Regions from separate parts of the Triticum aestivum genome. Here region 2 is linked to region 1. Evidence: chromatin contacts called from public Hi-C data. All regions are on one chromosome and are shown on one strand. Each heading gives the region's core, a stretch centred on a gene start, on an enhancer-like site or on the middle of the called end of the contact. The rest is flanking DNA. Distances are from core to core; before and after follow the strand shown.

What was found. A called contact is a pair of places that touch in the nucleus more often than the background predicts.
Region 2: a Hi-C map of leaf shows a contact between it and region 1, with 4 times the contacts expected there. The contact joins the promoter of LOC123051795 here to the promoter of LOC123051789 in region 1. A contact is called at or near these places in 2 of 5 Hi-C or Micro-C datasets (both in leaf).

The regions. Positions count from the first base shown.
Region 1 is chr2D:83,668,890-83,673,019 of IWGSC CS RefSeq v2.1, forward strand. It overlaps LOC123051789 (protein HUA2-LIKE 2), which reads right to left and starts at 2,419. Exons shown (of 14, transcript XM_044474767.1): 1 at 2,115-2,419; 2 at 765-841. The coding sequence starts at 2,237. LOC123051791 (rhomboid-like protein 19) reads right to left here. Exons shown (of 8, transcript XM_044474768.1): 7 at 4,107-4,130; 8 at 3,195-3,536. The coding sequence ends at 3,437.
Region 2 is chr2D:84,007,773-84,011,902 of IWGSC CS RefSeq v2.1, forward strand. LOC123051795 reads left to right here and starts at 1,985. Exons shown (of 7, transcript XR_006424302.1): 1 at 1,985-2,411; 2 at 2,500-3,293; 3 at 3,389-3,613; 4 at 3,871-4,031; 5 at 4,125-4,130.

The DNA.
Region 1 (4,130 bases), core at 1,169-3,668:
CTAACTTGCCCGTTAACTCATCAAGTTTTTCAGTCTTCTCGTGTAAGCTACTATAAGATTGTGTGATAACCAAAGAGATGCTTTATCAAGATAACACAAACAGGTACATGATTAGAACTTATACAACAACTAAACTTAAGTGCTGCAAGGAAAATACTTGTACCAATCCCAGGAACTCCTAAAAGTCTATGCTAAAAAAGCATAAAGTGTATGATAGTAAACTGTCCTTATCATAAATAGGTTCCCCAGATTTACACTAGTATGCCCACAGCATATTGCTGAATCAAAAAATAATGTTTATAGTGCTCCATAATAGCTAGAACAAGGTTTTGATTACGTAAAAATCACAGTCCAAAAGCAGACACCTTTAATGACCAAAAAGCCCAAACCCCATCATGTGGTCATCGTGACAGGAACCATCTACTGGGCACTTACACAAATAACAGAATCGTGTAGAAACAACACATGGCTTACATGTAAATAGACAAAAGCTAACACAGACATACTCATTGTGCTCATTGTCACAAAAGAAAATAGATGAATTATCAAAATAAAAATATATACCATGTCTCATCATATCTCATGCAGTAAGTAGTAACTAGTAAAAAGAGGACAAAGAGCTAAACTATTGTAAAAATAATCGACAACTAACATGAGAAACTATTTGATAGTTTGGCACAAGCAAATGGTGCATATGGTAAAATATGCATCAACCAATAATTGTCAATTCATAAGGACAATCTTAAATACAAAGTAGAACTTACATCTCTTTAGTTCCATAAAAGTAGACCAGCAACTTCTTTTTAGTTGAAGGAAGCCCCCATTTCTGCGGCTCGCTAATCTGTAACAGTATGGATATCCGTAAATCAAGTGCTCATTATGATTCCTGTGATCTTTCAGTTTAAGTTCAAACAAATATCAGTGCCCCAAAACACAGCTTTTCAGACTAAACAAGCCAGACCAGGAATGGAACAGATACAAAAGGAAACTGGAAGTCTTAACCAACAAGCAACTAAGCAGTTTCATCCTAGAAATCCTATAGCTTAAAGAATATTCCTCAAAATCTTAGCAATAATAGCAAAAAGATATTTCCCAAAAAAGTGTACAGAGAGGAACTACTCTCCTGGCAATAGTGAAAAGCAACTGCAGGATTTGTGAACTTTCTCATAACAAGACACCATAACAAAAGCTTAAAATGGCAAGTGCTGTCAAGCCATGTTAACAGGAAGGTTAGCTAAAATAAAATCAAGCCTGTACATAACTGTTTGGAGAACTAAGTCGTCATAAAATAGAACGCTTGAGAAAAGGCGGAGTATGGGGAAATGCTTAATAGCTAAAGCGCAGGAGAAAACAAGGAGTAATCTGTCAAGTACAGCAAATGAGCATCTCAAAGCAAAACTTTAGGACAGTGAGTAAACATTAGGGTTAGCAAAGGGCAGTACACTTACACGGGATCACATTAATAGACTATAGTGGTTCCATCATAAAGGCAGTACACTTACACAGGATCTCGCAAAATAAATCTTATGAGAGTGAAGCACTAAGATTTATCCCACGAGAACTATTTATCAACCTCACCATCATGTACCGAAACAAAAACTAAAACTAAGCAAGCTCAGCTGCCTGACTCCAAACAGATCGGAACTCCATGAAGCCCCAACTGCCACATGGGTGAAATCTGAACTACAACAACCATTCACTAAACCTCACTAGAATCAAGACTTGAGAAGTGCATGAACTCGGAGCACCAGATCGGTAGTTTGGTGCATCGATTTAGCAGGAACCTCAAGCAAAGAACAAAAGAATTTGCATACGGCTAACCACCAACTACCTCCATGGTCTCAGAACCCTAAACATGCCAGGCCTCGCTAGGATCGCCACTATTATAGCCAAAAAAACAGAAAGGGTCACGAAATCAGAGTTAGCAGCTACCTATAGAGTATAGACCTCATTTGTTACTGCGAGTCATGGCGGTACAGTACAACGGAACTACTACCTAACCGAACCCTAAGCAAGCTCCCCAGCCCAGAACATGATTCGCCGAACCCTAGGTCAGGCAGACCGCCAGAGGAGCCCCAGATCAGAGAGAAGGAGCGAGGGGGCGCGCGACTCACCATGGCCGGCCACGCCGGGTAGCCCTTGAGCTTGGCGAGCACGAGGTCGCCGACCTTCCACTGGGCCGCGGCGGCGGCGGCCGCGGCCGCGGACGAGGCGCGCTTCTTCCGAGTCGGCGCCATCGCCGACGCCGCTCCCGCCCGCCCAGAACCGGCGGCCAGAGGGCGCGTCCGCTGCGGCTAGCGGACCAGGGGGCGGCGCGGCCGCCGGGCGCTGGGGCGGGCGGCGGGCGCTCCTATGGGCTCGGTGGCGGCGGCGGCGGCGGCGGCGGGGGGGAGGAGGAGGAGGGGGCCAGGAGGCATGGAGCGCCGGAGTGGGGGGATGGGGGAGGCGGCTTGGTTGGGCTCGGAGATTTTTCTCTTTTTTTAATTTCTTTTCTCCCTTTTCTGTGTTTCTTTCCCCGTTTCGCTGCTGCCGGCTCTGGCTGGTTTCGTGTCTCTGTGGGGTTTGTTTGGTCTGGTTCGGTTTGGTGGTAGGAAGGAGGGCTCGAACACGTGAAAGGGCTTGGTCGGCGATGGGCCTGGGCTCACTGGGCTTTCGTGGGCCTATGAGGTTTTGCACGAATGGTCGTGTGTCGGCAAAGTCAGATCACTCGCTTGTGTTTTAAAAGAAAAAACTTCCGTAAGCAAAGTTTGGAAATCTCCCATTTTATTTCCGCGGACGCACACGCGATGTAACAACACGCTACAACATACCGCGAACACATAATAAATTACACTCTGAAGTGTGAAATTGACCGCGCATGTGTTAGACACGAGGATCTGAATCCGAGTAGGTGGGCTGGGGCTGCTAGTTCGCACACACAAATAAGATTTTCTCATTCTTATATGAAAAGAAACTTTATTATTTTACCACACTCAATACACATAGCATCATGTCATTTACCAAACACTACCAACTTAATTCACCACAACGCCTTCTCAGACTGTCATCGCCTACTCATGGCAATCATAACTCAAGCAGATAGAATCGAACGGTCGACAAACAGACCAATGCGGCAACTCATTCATGCTCATGGAACGCCTCTGGGCCTCAAAAATGCAATGCGAAAAACTCTCAGCAGTCAGCATGCGGCTAAATTGTGCTAACAAACATGATGCTATCATTGCACAGTTCGGCATATGGTTCGGTTCCCTAAATCAGTAAAATCACACATTCTCGCATCACCGCCTCCCCTAGAAGCACTTACAGATGGATATAAACTAGGGAACAGAAAGAGCTCGCGGTCGAACCGACGATGCTCCCCATCCTCCAGACAACGTCACTTGGGTAACGCAGCACCGGGAATTCACAACATTCGCAGGTCATTTTTGCAGAAGGCTCAAACTTTGTCGGATGCGTCGAGAGACGTGCTCTCTGTACTCTTGACCGCAGCCAGCTTCTCAGCCAATCTTTGCTCCAGTGCCCTTTGACCCCTTTCCCTGCAGTGAGATCAACAGAACCAAGTGAGATCGAGTACACTACTAGCACATATGCATATATGCATTTCTTGTGACTTGTTCTCGAGTACACTACTACTCCCTCCGTTCCAAAATATGTCTTTTTAGAGATTCCAATATGGAATACATACGAAGCAAAATGAGTGAATCTACACTCTAAAATATGTCTATAACATCCGTATGTAGTCCATATTGAAATCTCTAGAAAGACTTCTATTTAGAAACAGAGGGAGTGGCATATATGCATTTCTTGCAGCAACCGAAGCACCAAATAGGGCTATTAGTTACTGAACCAAAAGACCCAAAACTAAGAATATCGCAATCAGTTCAAACGGAATGGCGTAACAACATAGATTCCACAAGCTCACAAACTGCATGCGCAAAGTATAAATAATCCTAAAGGAGTGACTGTCTCAAAACATAAATCCAATATTCATTTGAGCATTGCCTATGTGTGATAATTAACAAAGATACAGAGGGGAAGTACTGAAGGGTTGCAAAGACTAGTTTGTGTGAGCAAGGGTTACTTGAGAACAAGTCACAAAAACTAACCTCCTCCTGTTTGCCTCAGTAGAA
Region 2 (4,130 bases), core at 735-3,234, 340 kb after region 1:
TTGGGGTCGACATCCTCTCCAGCCATGTCGTTGATGAGATTGTCGACGTCGGGGAAGTAGTCGTCGGAGTCCGTGATGAAGAAGTCAGTAGTCGCGTGGAGCGCTCCCCAAAAACCTTATCACCCTTCTCCCGTACAGGACTCAAAGAGGTGCGGTTTCGGAGGCCTACTGTCCCGACTCGCGGTGCACGCCGCAAGCCGGGATGAGGAAGACAACAGTAGCACAGAGATTGGAACCGGTGGCGAGAGGAAGGAGAAGTTCTGGTGCCTTTCTCTGAGAGGAGCGACCTCCCTTTTATAGGCGCAAGAGAAGGAGGCGAGAGGCTGCGCCGGGAGCTGAAGGGAACGCGGGAGATGAAACGAACAGGCAGCAGCCGAAGGGTGCATCGTTCGTATTCAATGTTCACTACAACAAAAACTTTGCAGCTCCCGAGTGACCTTTCGTATACCGTAGTGCGTGGCAAAAATTTAGATATCGGCTCATTCCCGCAACCCGCGGCATGGCGGGCGGCGGAGGAGGAGCGCGCGTGGATATCCCTCTTGTTCTCATGCTCATACAAGTGGGGAAAGAACCTCCCTTATAAGGAGGTCCAACTCCCACTAAACTAGCAATGTGAGACTAAACTTTAGTAGTATCCCTTGCCTTGCACAAATGGGCTAAGTGGGCCTCTAGGATTTATTAGAAATTTCTGAAATAGTTATTGGGCTGCCCAAAATAGACTAAATTCCAGCATGGTAGACATACTCGGAGGTCAAATATTCAAAGGTACAAGTATTCCTCTTTTGACTTCCCCTACATGTAATTCAGCATGCACACACACATCTTTGGACACTTGCACGGACAGGGAGAGTGCTTCTTTGGACTTTTTAAATTGGGAGATAACCAAGTTCAAATTGTGCGTCAAACATTAACACAGGCACTCCTATCCATTGTGCGGTATGAAGAAGTGGAAATATTAATGGTGAAAAAGATCTCGATAATACTGCCTGGTGTGTATGGGATTGTAAAGGTATATGTTGAAAATGTGGTTTGATCCAATTGGAAATTTTCACGCAAGCCTCCGCTTCATGGGTGTTTTTTAGGCTACCTCCGCTTCATAGTAGCACGCTCGGCCTCGACCCGCGCTCTATATCCTTCTGTTATGGGCTTTCTCTTATGGGCCGTGATCGAGCTATCTTTTGGCATTTCTTGAAATCAGAGGGAGAGCATTTTAGCAGTATACAAAGTTTACATACAATAGTCCCACCCTGCTCTTCGATACTGATTCCCACCAATTTATATATGTTGGCAAGTTGCTTGGAATATCAACAAGTGGCTTCGGGAATAAACAAACACAACTTGAAAACAGAAAGAGAGGCCTTCCAATGAATTAGCAAGCACCTGAGAGAATCACGGTGGGGAGGACTTGCACGCGTAGAGGGTAGAGAAATTAATTCCCAATAAATCGGTCACTTGGACAGGGTCGACTAAATGGCTAAGCAAACGGGGTTTATAATTCGTGAGGCATGATGAAATATTAATAGGAGAAATATGTATTTTTATATTGTATTTATTTTGTATTGATATTTTATTTTTAAGTAATCTTGATCAAACATACGTATGTTTGACTTGAATTAAACCCGATGTACCTTATATATCTGACGGAGAGAGTATAATTTAAGATCATCAATTCTATGTGTCCAAACAGGAGCACAAACTGTGGCTGAAGATGAGAGGTGCCAAGGACAAAAGAAGGCGCGTCTCGACACAAGAGGGCAAGGCGATGCTAGGAAGAGCCGAGGTAGTGTGAAGGCCTCCCGTTGCACCGCACGGGCCCTTTTACTAGTCTTTCCCTAATAATAATAAAGTACGGGTTAAGTTTTACCGTCGCGGCCTTTTTGCAGAAAAGTTCTTCTGTTTTTTCATATTCAACCGCAGTCCCTTTTTAAGTCGATATCTGAAAAAAACGTTTCGCTCTTACGAAAAGAACCCTACAGTTTTTAGCATTCAACCCGCGATTCTTTTTAGTGGAGAGGCGGTCGAGCGGGAAGGACTGGGGCGTCGCCCACGACGCAGACGAGACCGGCGGCGGCCTTGCGGCGGCTTGCGGTGGCGCGGTCGACGAGGACCTGCCGGATCTCGCCGGATCTGGTGGGAAATGGCACGCAGGCGACGGATCTGGGAGGAAAGCGGCCCGAGCTTGGAGCACGAGGCTTGGCGTGGGAGGACGGAAGGAAGGAGATGGGAGGCCGGAGGGAGAGAGAAGGGAGTGGTGAGGTGCGGCGGTGGTCCTGCTGCTGCTCCTCGCCGGCCATCGGCACGAGGTAGGGCTCGGGTGCGCGGAGGCGTCGACATCGTCGAGTGGATCGAGCAAGTGGGCTAAGTTCCGCCGTCGCCTTCATCGGCCTTCGTCCATTCCCCTCGCTAAACAGGTTTTTTTCCCGTCCCCTCCCACCCACGCTTCATCACTAAAAAAACATGCCTCATCCTCTCAGCCTTCTCTCTGCAATTCTTTCCCAGATCTTCTCCTGCTAGCTAGGGTTCCCCGCCGCAGGCGCACCTCGGCAGCCATCGAGGCGACCACTGCCGCCTACAGGCGGAACGAGGCGGAGGAGAACCTCCTGGTACGGCTTAGCAGCGCGGAGGCGACGTGAGGAGGAGACGCCAAGGTGCCGGTGGTGCGCCCGCTGCTGGTGGTGCTCAGCGAGGACGAGTGCCGGAAGGGGCTAAGCGCCAATGTCTGGTAATAATTTTATCTTCTTTCAGATGTAGGAATTGATACGGATGAACTTAAAGGTAGAATATCTAATCTTAATCTTGCGGTTTTCAAGAAGGCGCCCAGAAAATCAATTGACACCATCCCTTCTCTGATTATGCACACAGATCAGGAGAGACATATTGGCCGGGACAATCTTTAAACAATGATGAAGCCCTCTCCCGGGTCAGAAATTGAACACATAATTCTTCTTTTAGACAGTGAATAAAATTTGCCTATTGATGATGTGATTGGTGAGGAAGGTTTGTCTTCAGGGAAGGAGAATGAAGGATTTACTGCTTCAGATCTGTTGAAAGATCTCTCTGTACAAAGAAGGCCATTTGAAGATAGACATGTGTCCTTGAAACAGCAAACACGTAGTGAAAGTAGTGCCTCCTATAGGAAGTCAATTTTTAGAGAAATAGAAATTGTTGTGAAAACACTCAGTTGGTGTGGAGGTGATATATATGGAGTTTGCTCAGAAACTGCTTCAGCTATCAAACATGGAAATTTCTCTGAGCAAGCCTTGTTTGATGTTGTTATCGATGAAGCTACATAGGTGGGGTCTCAGGCTCTCAATACTAACTATTCCATTTCAAATCAAGCTAGCTTTAAATATTTTATCTGAGCTTGTTTTGGTTTACTCCTATTTAGACTCTTGAGCCTGCAACTTTGATTCCACTTCAGCTACAAAAGTCAAAAGTAACAAAGTGCAGAATGGTAGTGTGGTCTCTCTTAATATATGAAGCAAACATTACAGTGCTAGCTCGTACTACTTAGTAACATATCCTTTTAAGGTTGGTGATCCAAAGCAGCTACCTGCTACCGCGATGTCTGGGTAGGCAGCCTGTGAATGTATGGTCTTCCAACAGTAAACAGGTCAGCCATAACTCCTACATATGCTTTCCCTGTAAAGATTTCTGTGACAGTGGAGTTAAAGACTGTTAAAATTTAATTGAAACCCTTTTAGATATCTTATGCACCATGTTTGGATCACTAAAATAGTTTGCTTTTGAGGAGTGCCTCTCTTCTTGGGAATTCATAGATTTAGCATTTTGCATCACTAGCACTTAAGTAGACCATTTATTAGTTTCCTATGAATGTTCGTTATTAGAAACAGATATTTTTTTACATAGGAACCCGGACATGGATTGGTGACAAGCTTCCCTCACACATTTATTTGGAGTTTGTGCAATACACACAACTTGGATCTATTGAATCAGCCAGTAGGTGGAGATCGTAATTAGAATCAGGGCATTTCTATGAAAGTCTATATATCACAGTTAACTACAGGGAGGTAAGCCGTAGTGTTATTTCACATGCTACACTTGCATCAACAAAACATGCATGTGTATTGACTGCATTTTCAATTGTATTTCTGATGGAGCAGGAAACA